2 separate regions of the Danio rerio genome follow, and region 1 is linked to region 2. The links are chromatin contacts, called in public HiCAR-type maps. All regions are on one chromosome and are shown on one strand. The core of a region is the stretch at or near the end of the contact, and the rest is flanking DNA. Distances in the headings are between cores, read along the strand shown. Region 1 holds the start of map2k5 (mitogen-activated protein kinase kinase 5). Region 2 holds the start of skor1a (SKI family transcriptional corepressor 1a).

Region 1 (3,716 bases), core at 1,105-3,604, 100 kb before region 2:
ATTCAGCTGTTTACACAAACTGTACATTTTAGAGCTATCAAAACCTAATCCCCAGCTGGCAATTGTAATACGAGCATTATAATCTGATCATTAAACAGAGAGCTCTTAGTAAGTTTTCACTAACATCAGGAGGTTAAACCTGACCGTTCCGTCTCCATTCGAGCAAGCACAACCCTGTCGCGTATTTAAGAATCCCGCTTTTGTCCTCCTATACAAAGAAACACTTAAGGTGGCATTCTTCCATTGCTCTTTTGGGTATGGCGACTTTGTTCCACTGACCGGGCCGATAATAGGTCAGGGCTTCGATAGGCTGTAGACACTATTGTTTTAAAGTTTGATGTGAGACCTGATCCTGCTGCTTGGAAGGCTGCGATCATATCATTGTGGATTTCAGCTCGCCGTGGGTCAGACTTGGCTTCCATAGCTGTTTGTCATGACACTTCACAATCCGACCAGTAGTCTAGGGTATCAACGCTGCATTAGCTGGACTCCGAGGGCCAAAGAAACAAAACTCTGCTTTGCTGAAGGATCAATGTCTGTTGAGGCTTTTGCAATCAGCAGCCGGTGACCATGATTGAGTGAATGAGTCTCCCCTAAGATAAGGCTGTAATCAACAGCGCACTAAATGTTCTTTGTTGTACATTCAATTATGCGCTAATGACTTGTGCAAAGTGGAAATCTTTAAATACTAATGCTATTTAAATTGTATATAAGTAATGCAGTAAAGAGGTAATAAGTAATAGAGGTGAAATATGGAAGAACTAAATAATAGAGGAGGAAATATATGAAATGATCAACACCCACCGAGACTGCATATAACAATGCATTTAGATGTGAAATATTCATTTTAGGTGAAGTTATTATGTTTATCTGAGTTGAAAGAGAGTGTATTTGCACCAGTCTTTTTGATTAACCTGTTGGTGTTGATCGAGATGAATATATTCAATTTAATTCAATTCATCTTTATTTCTATAGCACTTTTACAATATAGATTGTGTCAAAGCAGCTTAGAAGTTCAAGTAAATTGAAACTGTGTCAGTCCAGTTTTTAGAGCTGAAGTTCAATTTAGTTCAGCTTAGTGTGGTTTAAATTTTAGCAGTGAACGTTAAAACAATAAAGAGCAAATCTATTGATGCGCAGCTCCACTAGTCCCAAACAAGGAACAAAACTTCACCAATTGACGAAAGTAAAGGAAAAAACCTCAAGAGAAACCAGGCTCAGGTGGGCATGACCATTTCTCCTCTGGTCAAACTTCTTGTGCAGAGCTGTAGTCTAGGCGCTGGAGGCTTAAGAATTCTGGATTTCCATCACGGAGAAGCTGCAGGTGTGAGTAGGTCACTGGCAGTGTTCAAGTTGGCCCACTGGATCAACTTGTCTGTCACTGGGGTCTTTCAGGAATCAGTCTCATTCTCTCCGCTCCTCCATGACCACCACAGAATCAGCTCAGAATACGGCCTGGTCCAGGATTATGGATAGCTTGGCATAATTTATTCACAGGTCTTGGATCCAGGCCTGGATTAAGAATTCAGAGTTCCCTGGGCACATTGTCTTGTAGGGCCCCTTACCCGGCCGCACCCCAATAGTTGAAAAAAAAAAGAATAATATAATATTTAAAAAAATTAATCTGAGTTTCATCATAAGTTTATTTAAATTTTAAATTGAGATATTTAGCTGATGCTTTTGTCCAAAGTAACTTACAATTGAGGAAGAACAAGAAGATATTTAAAAAAAAATGTTAGAAACCTGTAACCATTGACTTGCATAGTATATATTTCCTATTATGGAAGGTAATGATTACAGGCTTTCTTCAACATATTTTGTGTTCAATAAAAGAAAGAAACTCATAAAGATTTGGAATCCATCGAGGACGAGCAAATAGTGAGTAAATTTAGCTTTTTGGTGAACTAATCCTTTAAATTATGATAAAGCACATTAAGAAATAATATAAATATACCTTTTCTGTATATAATAAGTAATAAAAACATACGTTTATTGCTTTCTATCTAAACAATTAAATTATGTTTAATTATATTTCAGTTCTTGTTTGAATGTGATGTTAAAGTTAACAAAAAATCGTTAACAAAATCTAAAAATTAGTAAAGATTACAAAACGCGTTTGGGAAATAAGCACATTAATATTATCCCAGAAAGCTTGAGTAACAGAACAACCCCAAAACAAATGATTTATAGTTTCAGGAGAGCAACATAACAGCTCCAAAATATTTATCACAACTCGCAAGATTGCTTTCTGAGGCTTTTATGCGCCTCTAGTAGAGGTTCAGCTTCCGGGTAAACGTCGATATACTTCCGCGTAACTTCCTCTGTTTTACTTTCATTGTTGACAGTTTGATAACTACTGATAAAATCTAACACAGTTAACAGGCAGACAGAAAGTCTTTAGCACATCTGGAATGACATGTCGCGAGTTTATTAGACGGAATGTTCGCTGCGTCAGTCGTGTTTTAAATGCGCTCATGCTACGTTAAACTGTTAGCCTCCTAGCCAGCTCTCCAGCTGCTGTTGGTCTGAAAATCCGGTCTAAAAGCCAAGATTATGTTTGTCGGTGTGTTTTTGTTATGCTTTTACTTGTTTTGAGTAACCTGAGCAATATGGAATCTGAGGGAATCGTCATCCGGATAAAGACGCCGGTGGGGGACATGGACTCGCCAGTGGACAGTCCATCACATCTCAACTTCAATGATTTGCTGGTGAGCAGCTGCTTTAATTTAACTCACAGCCAGTTTTCATCTCATATCTTATGACTTTTTAAAGAGGGAAACCATTTGTGGAGCATGCCATTTATTAAAATGTGCTTTTTGCTATGTGTTTTCGAATAGTGGTGCTGATTGACAGCTGTCAGTCAAATGTGTGATTGCTGAGATTCCCTTTTTTGACAGGCCGCGATCAGAGATGCCATGCCTGAAGCCACAGTCACAGCATTTGAGTGTAAGTATTGCTGCTGTATTTTACTTATGTTACTCAAGTTTAAATGCAATCAGTATAGCTAATAGAGTAAAAAGAAATAGGAAAACATAACTTCATTTCTTTGCAATACTGTTGTCCTGAACTAAAGAGTTGTTCATGCAAATGAGTAAATATACAGTGCAGGATAAAAATGCTTGTGGAAATTAGCTTGTAAATAATGGAGTTCGCTTTTATTTCAGATGAGGATGAAGTTGGTGACCGAATCACAGTTCGCAGTGATGACGAGCTCAAAGCCATGCTGTCCTATGTGAGTATGTCTGAAATTTCTGTCAGACTCTTTGTTGAGACTTTTAATTGATCTGTTATGTGGTTTGACTTCTAAAGCAGTTTTAAAAAGCAGACTACCGACTATTAAAAAACTTTGCTTAGAATTGTAAACTTAACTTCACAAATAAGGAAGTTAATGCACTTGTAAAATATTCATATATTTGTAATTATAGTAGTTTCTTAATAAATCAAATATATTTTAACTTTTATGATGAATAAGTCAGTTGTTTTGGATATTGTTATTGTCAACAAGAAATTGTGCAGACATTCATTCATACATTTGCACCTTTTTTTTTAATGCAAATTTTATTATGTCAAGTCAAACTTGTCACAAAATATATGTTTTACTACGAAATCATTTAGGATATCGATAATATAGCAGCATCCATAAAAATTATGCCATCGTTTACTCGCCTTTAACTTATTTGCGTTTTTTTTGTTATGTTGAAGTCCCTTAAAAGCCT
Region 2 (3,955 bases), core at 1,375-3,874:
TATTTGAGCTTGTTAGTGTTCTCTGAATACAATTATAGATTATATATTTGGTTTAAGGTACAACTAAAAAATGTTTGAATTCGGCTTGTTGGTCATTTAAAATATAACCAACAACATTTGATGTTGGAAAAAATAGTTGCTCTCGCTTGGTAATTGCTCCTAATTTTGTGCAGGTTCTTGATGGCATCGATTGTTCTTTGACAAAGAAACATTCCTTAGTGGAAAAAATGTTCTTTGTGTAATGGAAATATTATTTATGGAAATATGTTTTCATTTAATAAGAAACAAAAATATTTTAAGACATTAACATTAATGATATCTAAAGAAATAGATAAATAGCTTGACGAATGCCTGGCTAATAATACGACATGTCTTAGATTATAAATACCTTTTAACACGGCAAAATTAAAATATCCTATTTAACTTAATTAATTGTATCCTCACTACCACATTTCATGTGCGGTGATAACGTGTTTACTGGTAATATTATCAAAAAAATAAAAAATACACAAAGCGCTACAGCCTAATGAAGAGGTTTTTCTCCATGCAGTTCATACTTAGCAACTGGCCTATATAAAGTTTCTTTAATTAGTTTACTCATGCTCGTGTAATATAATAGCATGTATATTAATGAGCCAATAATGGCATATGTCGTCTTGAAACACAATATTTATCGTATTGATTCAACCGTTATGTAAAAACAATCATCGATTATTTAATAGCATGTAAGAGAGGTTACTAAGTCCATCAAGAAACCTGACTGTGCTAAAATTAATAGTGATAACTATATGCAAACAACAATAGCCCATAAATGCGTTATTACTGTAGATAACTCAGTGTCGTGAGGATTTAAATGAACTTGTGAATTGTTTATTTATTTTACATGTTTTTTTTTACATGATTACACTTTTTTTTCTCACAGGTCTGTCTAAATGATGACAGGATAGCTTGTTTAAAAACGGGTGTTGTGTATCTGTATACCAGGAGGATCCAGTCTTGTAGGACATGTGAGCCCCTGTCTCTCCGCCATAAATGCTAACAATGCTGCATTGAGTCTGACCTCTAAATAATTAACAAGAAAGGAATAATTACAGAATAAAATTGTAATTATTGTTGGGCCAGAACGGAGCTTCTTGGTTGTGAAAGGAGACACGGCCAGGCAGATCTGGTTAAAGTTTCCCTTCCTATTAATATTGAATTAGGTTAAGCCGGTGGCCCCTTGGTCACAGGACACATGAGCATCGCTTGACGGATTTTTAAACTTTCCCATTTGTTTTCATCTCTGTCGTCATATAAGCTGTATTTTATCCTCAACTATTTTGGAAAAATATTTTAATACAAACGCAGCCGGCTGTACTTGTTTCAGGATACACGTTCAGTTAATGTAAAATACACTTTAGCTCGAAGCGTTTTAATGGTAATGACTTTGCTAAGAAGAAACATCCCTCTAAGGCATTTTTGGACATTATGAACTAATTGATTCAGGTAATTGTTAACATTTATATAATTAATTACCGTTTAATTAAACGTCTGTTTTGACACCTTAACGAATGACAGCAAAGTAAAATGGACGAGGGCTGGAATAATTAAAGGAGGTGGGAAATATTTGACACATTATTAGGTTAAAAAAAAACATTGGCTATCAGTTGTTTTGACCACACTTTGTACTGTGCAAACCCTCTGAGAGAGAAAGGGAGAGACTGAAACGCGTGAACAATGAAAGCTGGACAAATTGCCAAAACATTTCTGAGGGAATGACAATTTTCCACTGTCGTATTTCAAAGTGGACAGCACAACTTTGCCCGGTTCGATATTGATATCTTTACGTCAAGACTTAGTGGGGTTAACTGAAGGGCATTGATCAGGTTTTAAATAGTTAATACGGCCATATAAGGTTGCACCACTTACCTCAGTCCATTGCTCTGATATATCACTGTTTGTACACACTAGCCGCTCTCACTGGCTGGTGTGTTTAACAAATGTGCATCATTCACTGGGAGACATGTGACGTAAAATGCAATGACCACGAACTTCTAATAGCAGTTTAGACAGTGCGTGCCCCGCGGACATGCATGCCCAACACAAGGAAATATTTCATGCTAATTCGTAATGATAGTTTGTTTATCGAGTGTCACTCAAAACAGAACAGTTAAAAATTAATGCAAAACTTGTTCATCTCTGAGAAAAAAGACATGTGTATATGATATCATGAAGAGTAACAAACAAAGCATCATAATTATTGGTTGTTCATTGTACATCCTCCCTGTTTCCATGCGCAATCGTCTATGCGCAAAACCGCTTAAATTGAACTTAGATATCAACAAAGGCAGCAAAAATCATCTATCTATCTATCTATCTATCTATCTATCTATCTATCTATCTATCTATCTATCTATCTATCTATCTATCTATCTATCTATCTATCTATCTATCTATCTATCTATCTATCTATCTATCTATCTATCTATCTATCTATCTATCTATCTATCTATCTATCTGCCTGTCTGTATAAGCAGCTCAGTTGAATTCTAAACTGGCAGTACTATTTGTTTTGAAGTAGGCTAGTGGAAGCAAACGGTTAATACCAGAATCGGATTTGATCTCAGTGGGTGTGCCTTCTTATTCTTTTTGGCGTCCCCTCTCTTGAAGTAGATCGCGCACAACCTATTAAGAAGAGACACGAGCTCCGGGACTGCCATGTGGTCACTCGGCTCGCGCTCCCGTCACCACGCACGAGAGCTGAGAGGGATGGAAACTCTAAAGCTGTTTTGAAAGGGAAGACTACACAGACTCGCAGTTTTCATCCCGCACTTCACACGAACGATTTGTCCCTCTTGATTTAGGCCTGTTCATTTGAGGCGATACACAAGCTCTTCTGACGTTTCTTGATTGAAAAAGGTACGTTTCTTTTTATATTTAAAATTTGTTTGATAGGTCTATATAATAACCATGGTGTAATTTTTTTTTAATAAATGATAAATAAATCATAAATGTCTAACTTATTTTTAATATCCATTTCTCAATCCAATGTTTATGAAACAGTGGACTGTAATATTTAAAATATGCTTTATCCTTGATTACGAAAGGGATTTTATAGCATTTAAATCAGGTGATATAATTTGGCAAAATAATTAATAGCCTATATGCATATGGTTTAATGTAAACAATACGGAGACGTCTGGGAAACGAAAATATGCTTTGTACTAAATTATAAAGGCTTCCTGCGCAATGTTTTAATTATAAATGATCAGAGTTTTATTAACAGATCAAAGTCGAACAACACAGGCTGTGTAATTACACAGAAAGCGGCTTACTGCTTCTTTTCCTTGTTGATAAGCTCATTGGAGTAGCTAAAAGATTCTTCCCTTCTGCCCCTTTGCGTATTAGCGCCGTAAGAGGCCTTTAAGTAATCGCTCCGGCTTCTGAGCCGATTTGAAGACATTAAGCAATGATGCAGGCTCTCGGGTCAAAGAGTGCGAGCTTTTAAGGAAAGTCGTCAAAATATTTAACCTAAAAATGAAATATTAATTGTAGGCCTCAGTGTTAATTAGTTGGCTTTAACGTGTTAATTAAAACGTTAAATGTTATCTATATTGTGTAATACAGTGGTAAAAAGATTGTAGCCTGTTTTTAATTTGACTAAGGGTTAAAACAAACGAATAAACTTGATTACGTAGACGAATTATAGACTATTGAAATTACTGCAATTATCATATACCGATTTCTTGTTTCGTTAATTTTTTTAGATAATGTGCGCCAATATGTAATAATCAAACCAGTTTTAGCAATAATAATAGTTATTAAATATTATTATTCGTATAAATAAAGTTATTATTGCTATTTATTCCTATAAATAATAATACTGTAAAGAATATATTTATGCTGGGAGAACGCTTGTACAAATCACATCAATAATTGTAAATAATCTCTAGCATAAAATATAGGCTAGTTCTTG

What was found. HiCAR-type assays count read pairs that join an accessible place to other places.
Region 1: a contact with region 2 is called in a HiCAR-type map of caudal fin, with 5 times the contacts expected there. The contact joins the promoter of map2k5 here to the promoter of skor1a in region 2. A contact is called at or near these places in 1 of 18 Hi-C or Micro-C datasets (fibroblasts) and 2 of 4 datasets of contacts at active chromatin or transcription factors (caudal fin and embryo).

What each region holds. Positions count from the first base shown.
Region 1 is chr7:34,128,426-34,132,141 of GRCz12tu, reverse strand. map2k5 (mitogen-activated protein kinase kinase 5) reads left to right here and starts at 2,354. Exons shown (of 22, transcript NM_001114317.1): 1 at 2,354-2,708; 2 at 2,898-2,946; 3 at 3,165-3,232. The coding sequence starts at 2,577.
Region 2 is chr7:34,024,101-34,028,055 of GRCz12tu, reverse strand. It overlaps skor1a (SKI family transcriptional corepressor 1a), which reads left to right and starts at 2,624. Exons shown (of 9, transcript NM_001130652.1): 1 at 2,624-2,898.